2 separate regions of the Rattus norvegicus genome follow, and region 2 is linked to region 1. A link is a contact called in public Hi-C data. All regions are on one chromosome and are shown on one strand. The core of a region is the stretch at or near the end of the contact, and the rest is flanking DNA. Distances in the headings are between cores, read along the strand shown. Region 1 overlaps Dnm3 (dynamin 3). Region 2 has its middle 25 kb from the start of Myoc.

Region 1 (5,478 bases), core at 1,307-3,806:
ACATGTATCCCTGTTCTCCTTCTGATTCTGTTTTTGTGCTTTTTCACAGGTTCTGAGCTATAGACCTGGTTGACCTATCTATAATGTCACTCTTCTTAACCCTGCTATAGGTTTTAGCAAAACCAATAACATCATCCTTCTTAAAGACCTCTTTGTCTTAGCTTCTAGAATACAATGCCTACCTGGTTCTCTGCCACTTTTCCATGACTTCTATTTCTCTCTTGTCTCTAGAGGTCTTCCAGGCTGGGCCCCCCTCTTTTTTTTCTAAATATATTCATGCCCTAAATTATCACGACTGAAAGCTCAAGACTCTAGATATTACCTGAATCCATCTGTTAGGTCAGTTGTAACAAACTGGTGGCTTAAAACAAGAATTTGTTGTCCTTAAATTCTGGAAAACTCAAGTCAAAAATCAAGATGCCAGTTGTGCCACATTCCCTCCAAAGTCTCTAAAGAATGTTGACATTTGCTCTCTTGCTATGTTTTATAATGCTAAATACTGACCTCCAAAGTCTAGTTGCCTCCAAGGATGAGGAGATCCTTACGTGCACCAAGTGATACTGTGTGACCTTGCTCCTTTTTTAAAAAAGATTTATTTATTTAATATACATAAGACACTGTAGCTATCTTCAGACACACCAGAAGAGGGCATCAGATCTCATTTCAGATGGTTGTGAGCCACCATGTGGTTGTTGGGATTTGAACTCAGAACCTCTGGAAGAGCAGTCAATGCTCTTAACCACTGAGCCATCTCTCCAGCCTTTGCTCCTTAATCTAAAACTATTGGTTGAATAAAGATGCCTACAGTCAATATCTGGGCAGAAGAGATGTAGGCAGGGTTTCGATTCCCAGGCTTGGAGTCTGAGGCAAGACCACACAAGGAGAGGAGCAAGAAAGTGGAGAGAGGAGGATGCCAATGGGGTAAGGGATCAATCCTGAGACTGGCCATGATGGTTGGCTAGTCAGAGTAAGAGTGGCCCATGCAGAACATGACAAGTCGTATTGGCAGGGAAATGGGCATAATATCACAGAGGGTAGATATTTGCCCAGCTCTAGTGCTTTAAAAGTTTATTATAAATAGAAATATTTTGTGTCCTTTATCTAGGAACTGGATGATGAAAGGTGGATATTACATATTTTCTACAAGGGAAGAATCCTTGTCTCTTTCAGCTCCTCATAGTATCAGTTGTCTTTTTGCTGTGACAACATAACTCAATCCCTATCTCCTTCTCCACATGACCTTCTTCCCTGCCTCTCTGTGTCTCAGATGTCCTTCTCTTTGTTTGTCTATAAGGACACAAGTCATTGCCATTCAGGGCCCATCCTAAACCCAAGATTGTCTCAAGGTCCTTAATAGCACTTGAAGTACACATACTACTTAGCCTGTTTTAAACAGAACAATGCACCCAATTTCTAATTTACTTTTCAACATAAACTTTCTAACCAACTATATTTTGACTATTCTTCAGTCATACTTTGATGAAAATGGCTTCTCTATGTCAAGTAGTCTTAATTCAGTACTAAGAAGAACTGCTAAAATAGACTACCTCTCCAAAAAAAAAAAAAAAAAAAAAAAAAAAAAGCCCTGTATAATTTGGTATCTCGGTGGATATAATTCTAGTTCATATATCCTTGAAGAGAGAATACTCCCTTGTGGTCTAAATAGGTCAACATTTTTACTTAGCCAGGAGAAATTTTTTAGAAAAGATATATATATATGGCATGGTGAGAGACCAGGCAAATCAACCCTTAAGGCCCACAGGGGGACAGATGTCACAACTAGACTGTCTGTGCCATGTAACTCAGAGGCGGTCACGTGGAAAGCTTCTGGCCATGGCAATTGTGAGGCATGAAGGGGTGTCTGTGGGAAAGCTTCAGTAAATACCTTTGAAAAGGCCACTTTCCCTGAAGCACTAAGAAAGAACATGGCCCAAAATGCCAAACTCAACTTTTTCAAAGCTTCGTAATTAAAGACAGGCTTGCAATGATCTGAAGGGCATTCATCCCAGAAAAAAAAACAGATTAATCTCAATAAAAACAACAGGCTGGGTGGTATATCGAACTGTCCTGCTGCCCTCTCCAGCCCCCTGATCTAATCATCGTCATCCAACCTCCACCACCAGGTAAAAACTGGCTTCTTGGTAAGTCTGGACGAAGCAGGTGGCACTGGGGAGTACCGAAAATACAATTTTTTAAAACAATTGTTATTATTTAACCTACAGGACAATTTGCTAAAGCTGCCATCCCTGTAGCTTTTCCTTATTTACCCTAACCAAGAGCCTACTTGGTGTGGAAGACCTCTACCCCAGGGAGTATTTGTCAAAGAAAATCAGTGGTAATTACTTAAAACTCTAGCTGCTTCGGGCAGTGAGAATGTATGTGACAAAGAAATATCTAAGCACATGAAAAGAAAAGGCAAAAAGAAAAGTTTGGAATGAGAGGTTCACAAAGGCCTTTAAAATGTTTATACGTAAGTGTAATCAGAACAGGCATAGGAGAAGCCTAAATTCTCATCGACTTGGGCTCTGTATCAGCCGAAAGTGAAAGTGAAAGTGGGGTTGTACACTTGGATCATTAGTGCCATTTACAACAAGGCTCCAGTAAATGCTGAGAGCGCTGTTGACTCTGAGATAAGGAAATTGCCGTAGAGTTATTAGCCATCTGTGAAGGGAACTGAGCAAGACTGGAGTGACTGCATACAGCCGAGAATGTTGGTTCAGGGAAAAATGCTAACCAAGCAAAGTAACATCATCTGTTAAAAAAAAAAATCTTGGGTTGGGAGAAGGGCATGGGTAGGGGTAAGGACAGAATCTGTCAGAAAACACTATTCAACAACAATAAAAATATATATGAAGAAATTATGACTCATACAAATGAAAATAACCGGTTAATAGAAATTATTCCTGAAGCCATCCAGACAATGGAAGAAGGAAGACTTTCTTCTCTGCCTGCTCGTGCTTACATGAAGCACATCTGTTGGAACCTACTTCTTTGGGTTCCAGCTTGTACAGAAGGCTGAGACGCCAGCCTCATAGATCTGGGCATCTACTAGATCCTTGGACTTCCCATTCACAGATGTCCATCGTTGGGTTAGTTGGACTGCAGACTGTAAGTCAGCCCAATAATTTCCCTTAATATACAGAGACATTCCAAGTTCTGGAACTCTACAGAACCCTGACTAACAGAGCATGTTTAACATATTGATAAGCTATAGTCATTTTAAAAATATATCAAATATGGGATCCAACAGCCTACTGTTTACAATAGACACATTTGGTTTCAAAATGACTAAAACAATTGAATGTAAAGAATGGCGAGGACATGGCACTCAAGCGTCAGTCACATGAGAACTGGAAGGTCACCAATAGGAAACAAAATAGAAGTTTCTCAAGGACATCACACGGTGATAAAAGATTAAGAAGAAATGACTATTAGAAATGCATCTAAAAATGTATCAACCCTCCCAGGGGGAGGGGACTAACATAAAGAAAGCTAATAGATGATTCAACAACAATAATGAAGACTTTAATGCCACCCTTTCTATAAGAGAACACTACACAGAAGATTGACCAAAAGATAGCAAGTTCAAACAATCCTAAAACCCAAACCAACTAGGCCTAACATTTACAGGACATGTAACCCAAAAGGAGCACAGGAAACATGTAACTTGTCATTGTGTTTTCTTTTACTAGGTTTGTGTGAATCATAAGGATGACAGCAAGAACAATATGAGTTACTACCACCTGTACACAGAGTCTATATCAGAAAAGAATACGTTTCAAGGGCATGAAGGTTGAGGTAAGAGGAAGGAGTCAGGGACTGGGTACGCTTTCATCTGCACTCCTGCAGGAAGCTTTGTCTGGTGGGATTACATGTGGATTTCTCAGAACTAATGACACTACAATCAACAGTGAAGGACTATCAGTCCCAACTCCACGACAATAGCCTTGCCTCTTGGGGACAAAGTGGCTATGGACAAGCATGGTGTGGTATCATTTTAATAGCTACAATGCGCAGACTGTATCTACAAGATAACTTTCCTGGGACATTGGTACCAGGGAGTCCTGATGTAGGTCCTTATCTGGGCATTGATAGTCTTCATCTGCAACGTTCTAAGCCTTCGTCTCAAGGATGATGGGGAAAGCCAAACAGAAAGAAACTGATTGTTAGTTATTTCAGAACTTGGGGAAAGCTCCTGAACTGGAGCACAAAGTTGAAAGTTGAGGTGGTTCATACAGGACACTGTTAGAGCTCTGGACCCTGTCTCCACCTTCCGAAATGCACAGTGACCCTGCTTCAAGCTCAGGACAGTACTCAACTGCTTTCAGAAGAAGCTGAGTCAGGTGGTCTTCAGACTCAGACCCTTGGAAATGTCATATGAAATCAGAGGGATTAATAAAGTCTATGTATTGTGCCTGGTGAGGAAAATTACTTTCCTTCCATCCTGCTGGTGCATTCTTGCTCTTGGATTCAAATACATTGGGTATATGGTCTACTGTAGACCAGCTCAAGAGAAGAGAGCCATTCTAGCAGCTTGGAAAGTCTACTAACAAAAGTGACCAGGTGACAGCCCAGTTGTTGTAGGTAAAGTCTACTTAACCAATGGATACCAGTCCTGTGCACACGTCAGCTTCTCAATGTTTCACCCTCAGCAAGGAGAGGGTGGCAGGAAGTCATCACGTATTTGACAAAAGCATCCAGGACAGGGACCAAGGCCACCAGAAAACAACGCACTCTGAGATTAAGTGCATTATAAAAGAAGAATCCATAAAAGGCTCTGATTAAAATCCTTAATAACTGCACTCGTGAAAGCAAGAGCAATCTGCTATTTATAAAACATAAACATAACATGCATAAAATCAGAAGATGCTCTTGGAACCTCAGAAATACGCAACTGAAAAATTAATTAGAGATTATTCTAACTGAATAAGTCATGCAAGTGTGAAGCACGAAAAGACTGAAGAGTGTGCATTAGATGACTGACAGTTCAGAGGAGAGAAGAAGAAATAGTAAGAATTAGAAACAAAAACAACAAATAAAAGGGGAGGATTAACCATAGCAAAAATTGAAAGCCCTAGGACTGAGGCCCACACATCTCCATGTTGAAAGCGCACATCTCTGAGAGTCTTTGATCACTTTAGACACACACACACACCCGAGTGTGCAACTGAGGTCTTTGAAGATGGTCACTTCTCAACTCAGAAAGGAAAAATTAAGACATCAGCATAAAGAAGAGACTTTTCTGGATTCTGATCTACAAATAACAAGAAAAAATGTCCCCGATGTTAATATTTATATTAAATAAGTACTAACTAATCTTCATTGTTGTTTGCATTTCCTGCTGTTGGTGAACAGTAAAAATAAAAGACAATAGGAAGTGTTCTCAACGGCACATTTGGGAAACTCCTACAATAACTAAGTAAGCATAATCCTTCTGTCGCAGAGTTTATTTTATTAACCTTCAAAAATAAGCACTTC
Region 2 (5,478 bases), core at 1,016-3,515, 300 kb after region 1:
GACCGAACCCAGGGCCTTGCACTTCCTAGGTAAGCGCTCTACCACTGAGGTAAATCCCCAGCCCTGATGCTGTTCTTAAGGAGTATACCAATTGCAAGAAATCACAGGAGTGATTATAAGTAGTATGCAGTTAATGATCTCTCTGTATTTACTTTTACTTTTTTCTTTTTATTTGACAGGGTCTCCTGTAGCCCTGACTGAGCTGGCCTCAAATTCAATAGACTGACTTCAAACTCAGGGGCTAGCACTAGCAATGGCATGTCCCACAGAGGAGAAAAGGAGTCAGGGAGGGAGGAGGGAGTCTTGCAGCCTGACTGACTGGCAGTCTGAGTGCTTTATTTATACAGTAGGCAGGGGTAGATCAGACCCATTTTTGTCCCCGGACACGTGTTTTAACTTATTATTTTTCATAAGTTTAGTCCTCACTGATAAACACTGACAGAAGAGAACTTTTACAATCATTCCCCCACATCAACCCCAGATTTAAGATCAACCCAATATTTAAGAATCTTGTGGTTTCAAGGCAATTAGAAGAAAATCTCCAAGCCAGCCTGGGCACACTGTCATGTCCCAAGCAGTGTGTTATTACGTCCTAATGCTTAGTCTCCAGTAAGAAGAGGCCTTTAATCTGATCAGCTGCCCACTCCCTTATCCCACCGAATCGCTTACCTTTTAAAGTTTACTTTGTTCTGATTATCTTGTTCCTGAGTAAGTACAGGGGCAGATGTTCCAAGAGAATCCTGGAGTCATAGCCTTGTAAGGAGATCTCTGGTGTCTCTGAGATACAACCTTCAAGTAGGGTCCGATAAGGATACCTCCCTAGAAGGGGTGGGGTACTATGCACAGGACTTTCCTGGGAAAGCTTGAGAGCTGTACTCCTGGGAGAAGGTGTAAATGATTCATAAGAAAATGTCCACTAATCCAGTATCTCAAGCTGTAAAATATTAAAAGTCCCTGGCGTGACACATGTGGAGATCAAGATGAAAAATGGAAGACCACAGGACAGCAGTTGCGTCACTGGGCTCTGCTTCGCTGGCTCTTTTGTCAAACAGCTGTGCTGGCTTTATGGCCATCGAGGCTCCCATTAGATAAGGCTGTACCAGAGGATGACCTTGAACTCGTATCCTCTGGCCTCCATCACCTAGAGACCTGCTGTAGGGTATATTGTTAGAACTTGCCCTCTAGTTCCATCACGTGTCAGGGCCCGGGTTAGGACCCCCAGGACCTGATTTAGGATTCTCAGCACCCACTTAAAAAGCTGGCACAGTATCATGTGTCTGGAAGGCCAGTGTTGGGGGCTGGGGTGGGGAGACAGTCAGATCCCAGGGGCCTGTTGATCAACCAGTCTAGCAGAATCAGGTGAGAGCCAGGTTCAGAGAGATCCTATCTAAAAAACTAAGGGGAAAGTCAATCACAGTGGGATTACAGACCACTTCTGTAATCCCAAGCAGGCAAATGTCTGTAAATTCAGGCCAGCCAGGGCTACGTAGTCTCAAATTAAGCAAATAAATAAGGTGAAGTGCAACTGAGGAAGATACCTGATGCTGACCTCTGGCCTCCACACACACTCACTGAAATGACTGTCTGTAGTGGGACTACACACACACACACACACACACACACACACACACACACAGAGACAGAGGCAGGGAGGGACAGGTGTTAAAAGCACGGGCGGATCTTTTTTTTTTTTGCTTCTTTTTTTTCCGGAGCTGGAGACCGAACCCAGGGCCTTGCGCTTCCTAGGTAAGCGCTCTACCACTGAGCTAAATCCCCAGCCCCAGCACGGGCGGATCTTGTCAGGGGAGCATTGTTTGTTTCCCAGCACCCACAAAGCAGCACCAACCATCTCTAACTCCAGTTCCAGGAGTCGCTTTTGTTATTTTGTCCCCCCTCCCCCCCCCAGAGCTGAGGACCAAACCCAGGGCCTTACGCTTGCTAGGCAAGCGCTCTACCACTGAGCTAAATCCCCAATCCCTCCAGGAGTCTCTTTAGGCACCAGGCAGACACAATATCCACATACATACAAGCAGGCAAGCATTCATACACATGAAATAAGAACAAAGCTTAAACACAAGGGACAAAAAAATAGCAGACGAAACAAACATTGGGATTCTTTCTGGAGTCAAGGTGGTGGGGTGTTGGGGGAAAGGGAAGAGGGTCAGCTGAGTTTGGGATTCATGCTGTCAGTGGCCCATATGGGTAAATAATCAACAACTGCTTCCATCCATCAGCTTCGCTCTTTATATTCTAGTGGCCTCTGCTGGTCACACATAGCTTTGCAGTATGTTTTCCTTTCCTCCTTTGTAGGAAAGTTGAATGGCAGTCTCTCTTACTCAGTTGTAGGTCTCCATATGGCCTTTTCACAAATCAAAAAAAAAAAAAAAAAAAAAAAAGATCCTCCAATGTTCCAGCCTCATTTAAACCTTTCCTATCTATGGCCCACTCTTGGCATTTCCATAATCCATAATATCTTTGAGGTTTCAAAGCCCACTATTACTCAGAAGAAAATGGACCACCATAACACATGAACTGAAAAAAGCCAGACATTCAGATACAAACAATGATACGCATACTAAGAACAGAAAGATGGCTAAAGCATTTATTGGATAGACTAGGAACTTAAAAGGGGGAATAGATAGGAAAGCATACAGGAAGAGAAATGAAAGTGAAGAACCAGGCAAATACACAAATCAGCAACTTTCTCTCCTCCTTCCTTGCTGAGGTGGTTAAGCTTCTGCTTATCTTTGGCTTGTTAACTTGTTAGGGGAACAGAGGTAAGCAGTCATTTCCTCTTCTAGATCCCGACTAGCCAGGAAAGAAGGGACCGTTTGGAGTAGTCCTGCCTTTCCTTCCATTCCCCTGCCACAATGGCAGCTGCTGGGCAGTCCTGCCAGTGTTTCCCACACACAGGAGAATACAGAACTCCTTTTACGCTGTTCCCACCAGCTGAGCTCATGGACAAACAAGTTGGGTGTCCCTTCATAGAGGTACTCTCTGCCAATATAATGTGGTTATAAGAAATGCTAAGAGGCTGTGCTAAAGGTCTGAGGGCATATGCAGAAAGCGGTCCGAAGCAGACTGTTCTAGGGGTGGTGACTGATGGCCCACTCATACCTGTCACAGCCCACCTCTGGCATTCATTCTTCTGTTCCTGACCCATTTCAGAGTTGGGCTGCACTTTCCAGGTGAACAGTGCTTCTTGTGCTGTGCAAGAGGACATCCTGCACTGCTTAATCGTTCCCAGCTGTTTCCAAGCAGTGATTTCCAGGGAGACCATTCCTTTAGACAGTGGATAGAGTAAAGTGGGGACTTCAGAGTCTACTGATATAAAAACACCACGGTTTCTGTCTGTTCTACTCCCTTGGGTAAAATATCTGTTAAATACGGAAAACAGCAGCGGTCTGCTCAGGAAGGGAAGCTGACATATAGTATCTTTGTTTGGCTTTTGTTTTTCTAAGACAGGGTTGAGAATGAGAGCTGTCTTAAAGAGGGATGGTGATGGGAAAAGAGCAGCAAAGAAGCCTCTTCTGAGCAATCCCAAGAAACCTGGGATCAATCCTCAGAACAAAGACCTGTTATTACCTTTGCATGATACTATGTATGTATGTATGTATGTATGTATGTATGTATGTATGTATGTATGTAATGTGTACCCGGCAAGTGTTGTCAGGTACCATGAAAGCTGTGAAGTCACTGTAGACTGCTTAAACTAAGCTCCAAGTGGTGTTGCATGATTCAGATTATGGATTAAAGGTGCAGACCCAGTTCCTGCATTTAAGAGGCTGCACTTCTAAGCCGGCACAGTGAGAAGGGGAGACTAACTCCCCTTCAGTTATATTTTAGAAGATGTTGAGTCTCCCTTTATTTTTGCTTTAAGCCCTGAAGTAGACTCTCCACTTCCAAGTGCCCCATTATTTCTTTTCCTCTCCTGTGCCCTCCTGTGCTCTACCACCCACACAGCTGGCTGGTTCTGATTCAGTTTCATGGAGAGGCAGGAGTGCAACCTCTCCACATTTGAAACTTTGCAGTACATTTCATCCCGAGGGCCTCTGAGTCAAAGGTGCCATACCAAAGCGACACATTCGTGACCAGAAAGAACATGGATACTTGTTCTGAAGGACTACATTTTCGTCGGACTGCTTACATAATGCAAAACTCAATGCTAATTAACTAATATACAATGGTAGTACCAGAAAGAAAAGTGAACCAACTGGTGACTGAACTATTAGGAAACACCAAAACGTGCTCCATTCTGGTACTCTCAACTCACAACCTATAATACATTCTCACCTCACCTTTTAGATCTTGTCTCCAGCTCAGAACTTACATGAAAAGAACTATTTTTTTCTTTTTTTTCGGAGCTGAGGACCGAACACAGGGCCTTGCCGCTTGCTAGGCAAGTGCTCTACCGCTGAGCTAAATCCCCAACCCCCAAAAGAACTTTTAAAATGATATCTACCCTCATCCTGTCCTATCATCCTTTCACTTCTTAGATAAGTGAAAAGCCCCAGACCCTGCTTTAACAGGAAGGAGCAGCTGAAGGAGCTGTGGCTGCTCTGGAGTAAAGACTGTAAGCTGTATTTACACAAACCTTCCTTAGCAGAGTTTCTTTTTTCTTTTTTCTTTTTCTTTTTTTTTTTTTTTTGGTTCTTTTCTTCGGAGCTGGGGACCAAACCCAGGGCCTTGCGATTCCTAGGTAAGCGCTCTACCACTGAGCTAAATCCCCAGCCCCCTTAGCAGAGTTTCTAACCCTCTCATCACCCTTCTCCCGATTCCCTAGACTAAGCCAGAACTTTTAGAAAACCACAGACCTAAAAGTTTAGCCAATGTCCTTGAATGTTTAAGAACCGCAAAGTATCTAGACAAATATATTGATTCAGTGACCGGCTCTGCTAAAACCGTCTAGAAGGTTTGCCCGCCTGTAGCTCCTAAGTGCTGGGATTATAGGCATGAGTGTCTCCCTAGGTTTTCTCCAAGAACAGGGTCTCATACAGTCCAGGATGGGCCTCAAACTTGCTGAGAATGACCTTTAACTCTTGATCATCCTCCTGCTTCCACTCTGCATCAAAGTTTGATCACCCCAAGAACAGGAGCTCTAAGTATTATCCTCCTCAACACCACATTTGACTGAATAAGCTTTAAGATTCATAAACCCAGAACAGTCTTTATCACCTCTTTGGATAACTGTAAATGTACTCTTGGCTGTGGTCTTTGGGATATTAACAAGTCTTCCTTGCTTCAGATTCTGGAATGGATTAGAAGCTCCAAAACGCATTATTTAGAGAATACTTTATTAGTTTTTGTAATCAAACCCACGTAGATAAGACCTTACATATTTAATACAGTGCGTTACCCCTGTACAAATGGAAAAAACTTAAGTTCAACATTTCTAGACCAATATGGCTGTTAATTTCTGTACAGTGCCAACTCAACACAGTAAACGGGGATACTTTTTTCCAAAGTTGACAGCACAGC

What was found. A called contact is a pair of places that touch in the nucleus more often than the background predicts.
Region 2: a contact with region 1 is called in a Hi-C map of psoas muscle, with 3 times the contacts expected there. The contact joins two enhancer-like sites. A contact is called at or near these places in 4 of 12 Hi-C or Micro-C datasets (the A7r5 cell line, Schwann cells, frontal cortex and 1 more).

The regions. Positions count from the first base shown.
Region 1 is chr13:77,233,990-77,239,467 of GRCr8, forward strand. All of the region lies in intron 4 of Dnm3 (dynamin 3), which reads right to left. Among named protein-coding and RNA genes, the nearest start is that of Mir3120, 110 kb to the left of the region's middle. Within about 2 kb of position 2,557, at least 19 of the 93 cell types and tissues checked have an H3K27ac peak or open chromatin away from gene starts, as enhancers often do.
Region 2 is chr13:77,531,951-77,537,428 of GRCr8, forward strand. It overlaps the pseudogene Prrc2c. Among named protein-coding and RNA genes, the nearest start is that of Myoc, 25 kb to the left of the region's middle. Within about 2 kb of position 2,266, at least 2 of the 93 cell types and tissues checked have an H3K27ac peak or open chromatin away from gene starts, as enhancers often do.